2 separate regions of the Mus musculus genome follow, and region 1 is linked to region 2. The links are chromatin contacts, called in public targeted proximity ligation maps. All regions are on one chromosome and are shown on one strand. The core of a region is the stretch at or near the end of the contact, and the rest is flanking DNA. Distances in the headings are between cores, read along the strand shown.

The links.
Region 1: a targeted proximity ligation map of pro-B cells shows a contact between it and region 2, with 9 times the contacts expected there. A contact is called at or near these places in 6 of 484 Hi-C or Micro-C datasets (the C10 cell line, the HPC-7 cell line, the N1E-115 cell line and 3 more) and 3 of 130 datasets of targeted methods (bone marrow-derived dendritic cells, large pre-B cells and pro-B cells).

The regions. Positions count from the first base shown.
Region 1 is chr15:68,226,372-68,233,685 of GRCm38.p6, reverse strand. All of the region lies in intron 1 of Zfat (zinc finger and AT hook domain containing), which reads left to right. Among named protein-coding and RNA genes, the nearest start is that of Zfat, 29 kb to the left of the region's middle.
Region 2 is chr15:67,624,481-67,631,039 of GRCm38.p6, reverse strand. No RefSeq gene overlaps it. Among named protein-coding and RNA genes, the nearest start is that of 1700012I11Rik, 400 kb to the right of the region's middle.

The DNA.
Region 1 (7,314 bases), core at 4,021-6,520, 600 kb before region 2:
TTGCTCAGCTTCTTAAATCCATTGGTTTATTTTTATTTACTTATTTATTTTTTAATTTACAAGTTTTCAGTTGTCATTTCTTAACACGTTTCCCCAGTTTCAGCATCCTTTCCTCATCCCTGGTCTCTGATGAGTTTTAGCTCTTCTGCCGTGACTCCTGGGTCCCTACACTCTCTTCATTACCCTTTCCAGGCCATAGGTGCCTGCTCTTCTGTGCTCAGCATCACTGTCTCCCCTGCTCTTGTCATGGGGGTTTGAGCCTAGCATTGGAGGCTTTGGTCTGGTACTGTTTTGGTGGTAGCCACTTTAATTCTCTGTTCTAAACTTTCCAGTAGGTACTCCCTTGCCTTGCCTCTCTCTTGGATGAGGATCTCCAGTTCTCACGGCATGTGTTACTTAGATTTGCTTTTGAAGACATTTTTGTGGTGGTTGCTTTAGTCCCTAACAGATCATTAAGGTTTAGAGCACTTGCCCATTTGTTCTGTTCCCAGGACTCACGTGGTGGCTCAACAACATCTGTAACATCCTCCTGTCTGTGTCATCTTGATGATGCCTGTTAATGGCCTTCTATCCTTCCCCATGCTATTCTCCTGTTTCTTGAAGAGTCACAGGGAATGAATGGTTATGAGTAATGGCTGTTTGGGCTGTGAAATCCTGGATCATATTTAGCTCTTCTGCCTAGGCTGGCACTCTTGACTCTGTTGTGGCAGAGGGTCGGTGGGCCTGCATTCATCTTCGCTGTTTCTGAACTTCTTTTGACACCACTGGTTTGAATGTTGGAATCCAGGCTTCCCACTAGGCTGGGTGATCAAGTCTAGGCTCCAGTGGGCTGGGTGGCAGAGTCCAGGGTTCCAATGGGCTTAGTGATGGAGGCCAGACTCTCAACAGGCAGGGTGGTGGAGGCCAGACTCTCACTGGGCTAGATGATGGACTCTTGGCTCTATTCTACCCGTATTGACTCTGGGATAAATTGGTGAAACCCAGGCCCACACCGACTCTGCCAACATTGGGTTGGACAGTGAGGTGTAGTACCTCTGTTGCTCTGTTAAGGTTGCCCAGAGCCAGGAGGTCTGATGGGTCTCAGTGCTTCTCCCGTGTGGCCTTCTGTAGCACTTTAGTCAAGAGCTGGCATGAGCATTATGGCTGGACACTTGTGAGAGTCCTGATTCCCTCTTAACTTTTGAATGTAGGATGGAGCCAGGGCCAATGTTTACTGAAGTGTTTGGTCGTGGTGGGGCGTAGAGTGCCTCTTTTGCTTGGTAGTTCCTGCTTGTCTTTTGGTTTTTGCTGGAGTTTCCAGATCTGTGGCCTCTTGGGTTTCTGACAGGAGGCAGGATGAAACCCAAAGCATACACTGCCGTGCTGTTTTCTAGGTCTCATGGTTGTAAACTGGCCTGTCTCAAGTTTGAGTTTCCCTGTGTTTGTCTGATCTGTAAGCTCGGAGCTTTCAGCTGGCGTTAGTGAGAAGAATGGATTCATGTACTCCGTTTTTCTGGGTCCTTTTGCCACAGGGTTTGGAATGGCAGCTGTGCATTGGTCTGCCTTTGGCTGAGGGTGTATGTCTGTGCAGGATACCTTGGCCTGGCTGCTGCCCATATTCTGACACCAGCCTCTGTATCTCCTCACTGGGCTATGGGCCACTCACCTGCCATGTCTTGTCTGGCCTCTAGCTAGCCTTAAGTCTTTTTCATTTCAGTCAATTTCATGTGGATGGAATCAATTTCAGGAGAGTTAGTTCGGAGTCTGGAGTGTTGAAAAGTTCGCCAGCAGTGGTCTCCCTCTCGCCATGGTCTGCGTTCTCAGAGTCTGGCCTCCTTAGGCCGACAGGCTGTAGATGACGGGCATGTCAGTCTTGCACCATCCTCAGGAGAGGGTAAGATGTAGGAATTAGTCGTGTGCTGTGTGTTGCCCCAGGCACATGTGTCTGTCTGCCTCTTTCCTGAGAGTCCTGACAGCCAGAGGGAGTCCCGGAATCCTGACAGCCAGGCCTGAGGAGCTTCACAAGATAGTGTAGACAGGCACATGTCCCTAAGGATATTCCTGTAAGAAAGAATATTATAAGAGTTCACCCAGGGCTCCTGACCACACCACTCATGTCGGTGACACCCCTTGTCTCTTCTTCTCTTCCCCATACTGTGTCTGGATTTGGAAAGAGCATGGGAGCCCCTGAAAGGATGGAAAAGGCCCTTAAGGACACGAGAAGGATCCTCCTTGCTTCTCTGTCTTCCTCTGACTTGATGTGCAGCAGGTCTGAAGATGCGCTGCAGTGTTCAGTGATTCTGTTGCCTCTGATTCCATTTGTCACTGTTTCACAATGGGCATGAACTCACTGTTAGTTCTGTAGTCAATGGCCTCTTCAAGCTAGGCACTGGCGGCGTAAGGGCTGAGATCACAGAGGCCAGAGGCCTGTTTTAATCTAGTTATGCCAAATGGACTTACCAGGAACAACAGCAGAGGGTGTTAGTGTGTCAGGTGCCAGAATATTCTTCATAGGGACTAAATTATCCTTTGAAACCCCAGACTCACAGTCCAGTTCATGGTCACCTTCTGGGAGGGCTGGGGCAGAGCCCTTGTTCATCTTAGCATTCCTAGGGCAGTTTAGGCCAGAGGTCCACGGAGGACCTGGCTGCTCCTTAGCTCAGAATGTAGAATGAGGACTTGCATATACCAGCATCGGAAGGGTTTCCTCTGGAACAGTGCAGAGATAATTCAGGGGAATTGCATGCTCATGCACAGACTGCTTGCAGTGGGTCTCCTTGTGCTGAGCATGTCATTTTTCCTCTGAGGTCTTTTGTTAAGGAGGAGAGCATAGTAATTGGACCCCAAAATGCATCCAAATTATCACATCCTCATCAGAGCTGGCTGACAACATAATTAGGACTATATTTCAGGATATAAGATACACTTTTCATATCTGGCCACTGTAGAAATAGAAGTGGTTCTTCTGTTGTTACTTTAGTGTATTAATAATCCTTAACATTTGGGGGTGTACAGCATAATACAATGCCTCTTTTCAATGCTTTGGCATTTTGCTGTTCATGCATGGCTCTAAAAACATCTTCAAGAAGTGCTCTCTCACCTATGTTGGAGGCCTGTGCTCAAGAGGGTATGCCCGGCGCTTTGTCCTGGGTGTCTAGGGCAGGCAGTTATTGAAGACATAATTTCGTTGTTAGTAACGGAGCAGAGGCCCTCACCTGCCTACCCTCTGCTGCCCACTTCCGATCACAAGCAATGTTCTGCCTGGTGTGTTTCTTCTCTCAGCCCTGCGTATCCCACTTTCATGCCCATCTCTGTTCTTGGCAGACCCCTTTAGTGACCTCTTATATCATGCCAGTTCTCCCCCAACCCCATTGTTTTCTGATTCCTCATGCAGCTCAGGTTCTTGCTGTTTTCTGCTGCAGTAGGTAAACAAATCCCTCCATTTGCAGAGGACTGGTGCGGGGGGTGGGGTGGGGGGTGGGGGGGGTTCTCAGCAAGGCAGGACTTGAGAGAGTTGGGTAGCACATGAGTGAGGGACTGGGGCCTAGCTCTGAGAGTGAAGACATCACTGCTGGAGCTTTCAGCCATACTAATTCCTGTTCTGCTCTGCTCTTTTATTTTTCACTTTTTATTCTTTAAGCTTTTTTACAGTTCAGACTTTATCTCCCTCCGGGTCCGCCCTCCGACTGTTCTATATTCCCCCCCACCCCCCACCCCATCCTCCTCACTTCCGTCTCCAAGAGGATGTCTTCATCCCCCCCACCCCCCCAGACCTCCCCACACCCTGGGGCTCCAAGTCTCTGCTCTTTTAACACCCCAATTTCTGGGAGTTACCATCCCATGTGATGTTTTCTAGGACCTGTCTCTTGGTCTCATTCCCTGCTGAGAAATTTCTGTCCCAGTGGCCTTTTCTGGTCCAGGGTTTTTCATTGAGCCCTGTTTCATGCTTGATCGAACCCACGTTTCTGGGCATGGCTCTGGGTCTCAGGGCTTGTGTTTGTCCTCACTCGGAACTGCAGGCATAGTCTACCGCCCAACAGCTGACCACGCAGTGGGTATAGGGGAAGCTCATGCTAATTCATAGCAGATGGCCGAGTTGGGTGTCACCCTGGGGTACCCAGGCCCTCTCTGGAGCTGTCTTCCAAAGAGTCATCATATTTGTTTAATCTCCACATGATGTTTACTGTGCCTTTGAACTGAGAGAGGTCTTATAACTCTGTGGTCCCCAGACATTCTTCACTGCTAAATGTCACAAGGTTCTCAGACTTCTGAGAACGTCTGGGAAATGATGTTGGAACATTAGACTAGTAGAGGCTGGCTGGGAAGTTACACCATGGCAAACTGTAAGAAACAGTGGCTCTGTGTTGTCTGTGTCATGGTGGATTGAGGGTTCACCTCTCTGCAGGCCTGGGACTAGAGTCATCCTTGTATCCACAGATTGGGTCAGGGCTTGTCAATAGCCTGTTAGTCAGTCATTATATGTTTAAGTATGTGTCAGACATGGCTGGCTTTAGTCCTGTAGATGTCCTGAGTATTTTAGCTGTAACTTGGTAGAGCTCAGCTCGTGGTTTCTAGCCTCACATATCCATGTCAAAACCAGTTATCAAGGTATAATGGTTAATACTGTCCATTGTAAAGGACCTAGGGTCACCTATATCATATCTCTGAAGGATAATCCAGAGTCTGCTAATCTGAGTGGGAAGACCCATTCTAACAATGGGAGACCCCGTTCCATGTGCTAGGGTCCAGACTGAAGAAAAAGGAGAAAGTGAACTAAACAGTTGTCTCTGCTTGCTGACTGGCAGTGTGACCAGCTGAGGACAAATAAAGTCGTTCTTCACTAAATTGCTTTTGTTGGGTGTTTTAACACACCATAGGAGTAACCAATACATAAGGCATCGGGCTTCCGGTCCTACTGCTACTCTAGCCTGTTTTCTCTCTTGTGGGCTGGGGATTATAGCCAGTTTCTGCCTAAACCATGTTGATATGTGCATGATCAGCAAGAATCACGTTGAGAAAACATAGAAAGCATTCTTTCTATGCAGAAAGAAAAGCGTTATTAAAAGGCAACACCTTGCCTGGAAAACATTTCTCGTTCTCTAAGAATTAAACCTTGCTTGGAAAAGATGAAGTATCGGCTGATAGTACTCAGGAGAATGTTTTATTGACAAAGCAGTGTTCTGCTAGGTTAGATTTCTGTTTCACATATTTGGTAGGAACTGATCTCTGAGGCACTTAAGTCCCTTGGTAGTTTGTGGTGAGATCTTTCCTGTGAGTCCAGGGAGGGTCTCCTTCCTGTGACTTCCTGTACCTGGCTGGCTTTGGTCTTTATGCCAGCAGTGCTGTGTGGCTGCTCACCCTGGTGCTCATATTTTCTTTCTTGCTTCAAAGAGAAGTAGAAAAATGGAGCAGGAGGGTGGGGATCAGAGAGGTTTTTATTTTCAGATAAAAGAGACAGGGACATGTTTGCAGGCCCGCGGGAGAGCTCCAGTAGGAAGGAAGGAATGGATGAGCTTCAGAACGAAGCAACAGTGACTGAGCAGTGGTGCTCAGTGGGTGAGAGGGGCGGGCCTGCGTGCTCTAGCCGTTGCATGATGTGGCCAGTGGCCTGCTTTCCTGGATAAAGGCAACAAGGGATGCACTGTCTCTCTAAAGGTAAAATGACACAGTTCATGGCATCTGCACTGTCCCATGTCCTAGAGCCCACAATCCTGCAGCTGCCTGTGAGGCTAACCAGAGTGAGGCTAACCAGAGCGCCAGGGTTGTGCTGATTCTGACATGAACATCAGCCAGAGTGCCCTGGCATAGGTGAGGGAAGAAGCAGGCCGGGCATGGGTCTGTGGGGAAGGAGCTGCTCTGGCTGGATCTAGTGAAATAGCAGAAAGGTAAACTGAGAGAGACGTGTAGTTCCTACTTAACAGGACAGTGCAAGGGCCTAGAGGTCTGGGGTATTGGTGGGTGTGAGCCCAGCTCTGAGAGCTGACATGTAAGTCCCATGGGGCACTAGGCAGTGTGTGGTTTCCAGCTATCTGGCAAGGCAGAAGGCAGCTGAAACATAGCCTTGGAGCATGGTGGGATCTCCTGGTATTTGCTACCCAGGAAGGTATTGACTGACCTTCTCTGCCCTGACATCAGCTGCCGAGAGAGTACCTGAACTTCTCCAAGGTGCTTCATCCATTTAGGGATGGGAGTCTGGTTGAAAAGCCATGGTCTTTTGTATGGTACCAGTTACTCCATTTCAGTAGATATGTGAAAATGTCAACCAAAAGCCTTGTAATGGCTTTTGAGTCCTAAATATAATGATTTTATTTGTATCTATAATTCTTTTATCAGATTGAAATGTGAATTCTTTCTCCTCTTTATGTCTTCTTACCTAATATTGTGTTAGGAATAATTAGTTTTGTTATGAACAGTGACAATGTTTAGATAGGAATTAAGTGGCAGAGAGCAACATATTCTACCCGCTGCTGGATGAGGCCTCTCAGAGGACAGTTATGCTAGGCTCCTGTCTGCAAGCAAAGCAGAGTATCATTCATAGTCAGGGGTTAACTCTCTCTCATGGAGCGAGTCTCACGTTTGGCTAGCATTGGCCGGCCATTCCCTCAGTCTCTGCTCTGTCTTTATCCCTGGCAGGTCAAGTTTTGTGTTGAAGGTTTTGTGGATGGATTGGTGTCCCCCTCCCTTCATGTATCAAAAGATGGCCTAGTCGGCCATCACTGGAAAGAGAGGCCCATTGGACACGCAAACTTTATATGCCCCAGTACAGGGGAATGCCAGGGCTAAAAAATGGGAATGGGTGGGTAAGGATGTGGGGTGGGGGAGGGTATGGGGGACTTTTGGGATAGCATTCTAAATGTAATTGAGGAAAATATGCAATAATAAAAAATATTAAAAAAAAAAAGGCCTGCCTGGCTATGCAGGAGGTAGCCACCGCAGGCTCCATATCCCCCACTGCTAAGAGTCTCAGCTAGGGTCACCTCTATACCTTCTTAGGGGCCTCCCCTATCCCACACCAATTTCCCTTTTCTCTCACAGCGCCCCCCCCCTCCGCTTTCCCCATACCTAATCATCACTCCAGTTCCCCTCCCCCTCCCCACTCTGAGCCAGTTTCCTCTGTCTACTCCCAATGTCTGTTTGGTTTCCCCTTCTGAGTAACAGTCAAGCATCCTCCCTTTCGTCCTTCTTGTTACTTAGCTTGTTTGGGTCAGTGGAGTATAGCATGGGTATCCTGTACTTTATGGCTAATATCCACTTATAAGTGAGTAAATACCATGTGTGTCTTTCTGGATATGGGTTACCTCTCTCAGGATAATATTTTCTAGTTCTATCCATTTG
Region 2 (6,559 bases), core at 2,685-5,184:
TGCCTCCTTCTATAGTGTATTTCCAAAATATTTTTCTATTTATCCTTTCTGATGGAGAGTAAAACACCTGATGGCATTTAGTTTGTGAAGTACACTATTCCAGCAAATTGTCAATATCCCAGCAATGTTCCACTATGGAAGCAGCATGCCATCTGTCCCTCTAGACAGCCAGACCTTGTGTATCCAACTGGCTTCCTGAGAGTCATCTGCATCTTAGGGAGCCATCAGAACTCTGCCCAAGGAAGAAGACACTGAAGAAGGAGCTTAAAAATAGTCAGAATTTTCCAGGAATACTGCAAGGAGAGGTTGCCTTTGAAGAAGAAAAACCTACATGAAGGAGAACAGAGAGGGGGAAATAAGAGTGTATTCACGGATGAGAGGTGAATTTGTGTGGCTATAACTCTGGCTGTAACTCCTAACTGTGAAGGGGATAGGAAGGACTGTACTGAAGTGGGAGAGTTCTGATTCAGCTGGACATGACCTAGTAGACCTTTGTGAAGAGGCTGGTTCTATCCCAAAGAAACAATCTGGGTAAAATGGAAAAGCCCAGAAATGCAACATCTTCTTGTTTCCTTTTGATCCAGAATTCCAAAGCTTTATTGTATAGAAATTGAGAAATATATTCAAGAATTCATAGAACATAGTGGGAAGGGACAAGCCACTTCAGCCTCATGGTGTGAGAGACAGAACTTTGAGGTAAATGTCCAGGTTTCCTATAACTTTCTCAAATCAGTGAATAAAGTTATCCGGACTGCTACTGTTTGAAAAGGACATTTTCAGTGTCCTTTCCATGGGTATAAAAGAGATACATGGAACCTGCAAAAGACTGAATTATAATATTACATACCTTTTATCTGTTTCTCAGTGAGGAGGGCTTAATGCTTTATGTAATTATACTTTGCTATATAAAATTGTCCCTAACTACCTAGAAAACTGTTTATTGAATTCTATTTGGAATTCTTTTCCATCCTTTGTTGTAGTTTTTGTTTATTTTCTTCCACATTGTGCAGAACTAGAACTTCCTCTCTTGCTTCCTTCCTCTCTTGCTCTTTTGCTTCCTACCTATTTTTTTTTTCTATCTCCTACAAGTCCATCCAGCATGGGCCAGCATCTCTTCTTCTTTGGAGTTAGACACAGTCTACTTCTGGTTGAAATGAATAAACGTATAAATCAACACCCCTCTGCTGAACACTAAAAGCTAAAAGTGAGAAAGGAATTGCTCTTGCTTTTGTACTCAGTATATCAAAGTAATTTATACCAGGAGCACTCTGGCTGCTTTCATACATATTCGGTTCTAAATAAAATCAATATCTCTAAACCTGCAATAGCTTTCTTCGTAAAGCTCTTAAAAATAAAAATAAAATTGCTGAGGTTTCGTTCTCTTAGAATTAAATTAGAGGCTTGTTGCCTCAAAAAAACCACTCTTCCCAACAAAGCCTAAGGTTAAGAGAACATATGAAATAGTGAAAGACCATCTACTGACTAGAAATTAATCAGTGGGAGCTCATATCTAAGTGGATCAAAGAAGGTTTAATTGTGCACTCTTTAACAGGAAGCACTACATAGGGTTGGGGCCAACTTTGGAAGGCAGGACTAGTCAGTGAGCCTAGGAAAGCTTAACTTTATCTAAAGAGCATCTTGAAGACTGCAAGGTCCTACTGTGGTATTTTGAAAGCTTCCTAGATGGAATAGAATGGCATCTATTCTTTATGTGAGACAGGGTCTAGCAATGTAGCTCTGGCTGGCCCAGATCTAACTTGATAGATTACCTGGCCTCAGAAATCTGCAGTACAGAGCACCAATCATGCCAGGCAGACTTGTTCCTTTGTTTGTTTTGTTTTTGTTTTTGCAGCAATAGTAACAATGGTAACTGCTTTTGTTGTGACTACATTCTGCTTGGCATTACTTTATATCCCTGATGACCCTGTAAAATAGTATTGTAATCTCTCCCAGTTAGTGGGATGGGGGGCAGGGATGGGCTATAAAGAGTTGAAGTATTGTCCCAGGGCCTTATCACAGGAATGTTACATGGATCTTCCACTGAGGCTGTCTAGTTCTGCATTATCTATACTTAACTTCATTGCATTACTTATTTCCATTCCATTAGTCTCTGCATATAAAATTCCATCATTGATTCAAGGGTGCCACAAGTAACAGATCCTAGTTTGAGATCAGAAAAGTGATGTCTTGAGGCTTAAGTGTCTTTCCTTATCTCCACGTCTGGCTGTCCGTTCCACAGCCCATATTCATCAACTAGAGGAGATTTCTGAAGTGCTGGTTGATTGAAGCCAAAATCATACAGTGGATAAAAAAGAAAACATCTTTATTAAATGGTGCTGGTTTAACTGGTGGTCTATAGGAAGAAGAATGAAATTGAATCCATATTTATCACTTTGCACAAAGCTCAAGTCCAAGTGGATCAAGGACCTTAACATAAAAGCAGATACAGTGAATCTAATGAAAGAGAAAGTAGGAAAGAGCCCTGAGCTAATTGGCACAGGGAGAAACTTCCTGAACAGAACACCAATTGCTCAGGCTCTAAAATCAACAATTGATAAATAGGACCTCATGAAACTGAAAAGCTTCTGTAAGGCAAAGGACACCACCAATAGGACAAATTGGCAACCTACATATTGGGGAAAAAATCTTCACTAAGCCTACATCCGATAGAGGACTAATATCCAAAATATATAAAGAACTCAAGAAAGCAACCTTCAAAGAAACCAAATAACCCAATATAAAAATGGAGAACAGAGCTAAACAGAGATTTCTCAAAAGAGGAATCCTGAATGACCAAGAAGCACTTTTAAAGAAAAGTTCGACATCCTTAGTCATCAGAGAAATGCAAATCAAAATAACCCAGAGATTCCACTTTATACCAATCAGAATGGCTCAGATCAAAAACCCAATTGACAGAACCTGCTGGTAAGGATGACCAGAAAGGAGAAAGAGGAACATTACTCCATTGCTGATAGAATTACACACTGGTACAACCACTCTGAAAATCAATCTGGCAGTTCCTCAGAAAACTGGAATTAGTTCTACCTGAAGACCCAGCTATACGACTCCTTGGCTCCATCATACCACAAGGACGTGTGCTCCACTGCTCCACTATGCTCATAGCAGACTAATTAATAATAGCTAGAAGCTGGAAACAACCCGGATGTCCCTCAGTGAAAGAATAGGTACAGAAAATATGGCTCATTTACATAATGGAGTACTATTCAGATATTAAATCATGAATTTTGCAGACAAATGGGTGGAACTTGAAAATATCATCCTTACTGAGGTAACCCAGACCAAAAAGGACATGCATGGTATATACTCACTAATAAGTGTATATTGGCTCAAAAGTACAGAATACCCAGGATGTAACCCACAAACCACAAGAAGTTTAACAAGAAGGAAGGCCCAAGTGAGGATGCTTCAATCCCACTTAGAAGGGGCAACAAATTAACCAAGGGAGTAAGAGGGAGGGAGGGATATGAGTGGAAAAGGGGAGGGGGAGGGGAAAGGGAAACAGGATTAGGTATGGGGGTGGGGAACAGGAGAGGAGCACAGAGGGCCAGGAGAAGGAATGGAAATATGCAGCTTCAGGAAGTGGGAGGTAGAGATAGACCTCTAGAAAGTCCAAGAGACCTGGGATGAGTGAGACTCCCAGGTCTGAATGGGGGTGACCTTAGCCAAAATGCCCAACAGTGGGGAAAGGGAACTGGAAGAGACCACCTCTAGTAGATAGACAGGGTCCCAAGTGAAGGGACAGGGTACCAACACACAGTCAAAATTTCTGACCCAGAATTGTCCCTGGAACTGCAGGAACAAAAATGAAGAGACTGAAGGAAAGAGTCCAATGAACGGCACAACCTGAGCTCCATCTCGTGGCAGGGTACCAAGGCCTGACATTATTATTGATGTTAGGATGTGGTTACAGACAGGAGCCTAGCATGGCTGTCCCCTGAGAGGCCCTACCAAGCAGCTGACTGAGACAGCTGCAGATACTTACACCCAACCATTGGACTGAAGTTGGGGAATCCTATGGAGGAATTAGGGAAAGGATTAAAGGAGATAAAGGGGAGGGCAACTCCATAAGAAGACCAGCAGTCTCAAATAGCCCTGGGAGCTCCCAAAGACTGAGTCACCAACCAGGCAGCATACGGGGGCTGAGGCCCCCAGCACATATATAGCAGAGGACAGCCTGTTCTAGCCTCAGTGAGAGAAGTTATGCCTAATTTTTGAGAGACTTGAGGCCCCAGTGAAATGGGGGTTTGTGAGGGAAGCTCTCCTGGAGGCAAGGAGGAGGAGGAATGGGATGAGGAACTATGGGAGGGGGTACTGGGAGTGGGGAAATGGATGGAATGTAAATAAATAAAATAATTAATTAAATGTTTAAAAAGAAAAAGAAAAGCAAGAAACAGCTTCCCACCCTTATTGTGTTTTTCCTACTGACTCTCAAATAAACAGCACTATGTCTGACTTTGTTGCTCCTTCTAGCACCAGCCTTGACAGTTCTACCACTGAACAGCATTAAACTGAGAAAGAAGCTGGCATTCTGGTGTCAGACAGACAGAAGACCACAACAATGAAGAAACCCCACTTCATATGAGTTGCTGAAGTGATTAGCTCTGGGCTAGTTATACTTTTTGTGAGCAAGTTAGACTGTATGATGGGGCTAATCCACACTCAAGGAGCTGTGAGATTGTGATCATGAATTTGAACCTCTATGACAACATGGGACATGTAGAAAGCACTGATGAAAGAATGTTGTCATAATTATTGCTGATTGAGTTTCTCATATCTTCCATTCCTTCTCTCCAGCCATCCTCTGAGGCAGTCTTCCTCAGAAAGAATGCCATAATACACTCACACTGTGGTGGGTGAGATATTGTGTAAAAACAAAACCAGCCACTGATTCAGAGGGCAGGTCAGCTTAGGGTTTCCTGTAGAAAATTAGATAGAATTCCAATTCTAAATTCAATCTTCTGGGTAAATAGTGCTATTCTTAGCACCTGGAGGTTCCGATGGCTTTACTGTCTCTTGGTTTTTCATGCAGGGCACATTGCTTTCTCACTAGGGAGAAACTAGTAGGAGAAAATTATCCATGAATAGATTGGCCAAGTAGGGTGCCAGCCAGAAAATCTAGTGTACCTATCTCTCCAGAGAAGAGACTGATGTAAAAAATTATTCATTGCTGGCTGACTATGAGACCTTGGATATATAGTCTGTGAATGGAGAATTAACCATTTATTTCTTAAATGAATATATGTGAAATTGGATCCAAGAGCTGATGATTACTCATAAAGAGAAATAAACATCAAGGGTAGCTAAGTAGATTTATTCTTAATTGAACTAATCAAAGGTGTATTAATGTTACATCGTATTAATTCCTGGCCCTCAGTCAACTATTTCCAGGTTTGGACCCAAGAGAACTGAAAACATACATTCAAAGAGATTTTGCAAAAGAAGTGAGACAACACTATTTTGAGCAAAGGAATGGCAAAAAAAGTGTACATTGTAAAGATTGACAACAGCTACACCAATGAGAACACTCAAAGAACCCAGGGATTGTTTAAGGCTTCCTTTTATGGGCTTTAAGAAAAGGAAGTTAGTTACAAATGGTCAGAGTTGGGTGGCTGTATATTTTAAATGCCAGAAAAGGTCATATATTCATTTTTTTCTTATTGCCCATGTTCCTACCCATAATGCATCAGAGTTTAATCATAACTCACCTAAAAATCAAACGCGTAAAATGGTAAATAGATTTTCCATGTAAATTATGCAGTGTGCCTTACTGTGCATGCAGCCAAAACCAGTTCAGGATGCAGCAAGCTTTCTATTCTTCAGACTCAGATACTTTGGGAATACAGTTGAACCAAAATTATCTAAATATGATTGTTCCTGGGTGTGAGGAAATCTATTTTGTTGTTTAGAGATAGGTGTGCATGCAACTTGATGCAGGCTGAGGATAGAAAGGTTTCTGAGGTTGGTAGGTTTAGTGCTTGAAGAGGGCTGTGTGTATATTACACGTGCAGATGAAGGGTCAAGTATACCAAGAGCATTCTTATTAGGGGCTGGGTGTGCATAACCCAAATTAAACAGTCCCAGGTTACTAAACTATTCTCTAAGGTTGTTGGCTTCCTTAAGAGTTTCCTCTGAATATGAGAATATCCTAAACCCTCAAGAGTTATGTTAAGGATAAAGAATCTAGCAGTTTCAATGTACAGTATTGCTGTTTGGAAGATAATATAATGGGTCAGTTAAAAGCAAATCTTGGAGCCAAGTTTCATGGCTTCAAATTGGTCTTTATGATTTAGAACCGGTCCTGTCTTGCCTGCCCCTAAAGGATGGATCATTGATTTATACAGAGAGGAAAATGTCAAGTTCTCAGAATGATTCCTAGTATTTAAAAAGTAAAGCCAAGCAGTGGTGGTGCATGCCTTGAATCCCAGCACTTGGGAGGCAGAAGCAGGCAGATTTCTGAGTCCAGCCTGGTCTACAGAGTGAGTTCCAGGACAGCCAAGGCTACAAAGAGAAATCCTATCTTGAGAAAAAACAAAAACAA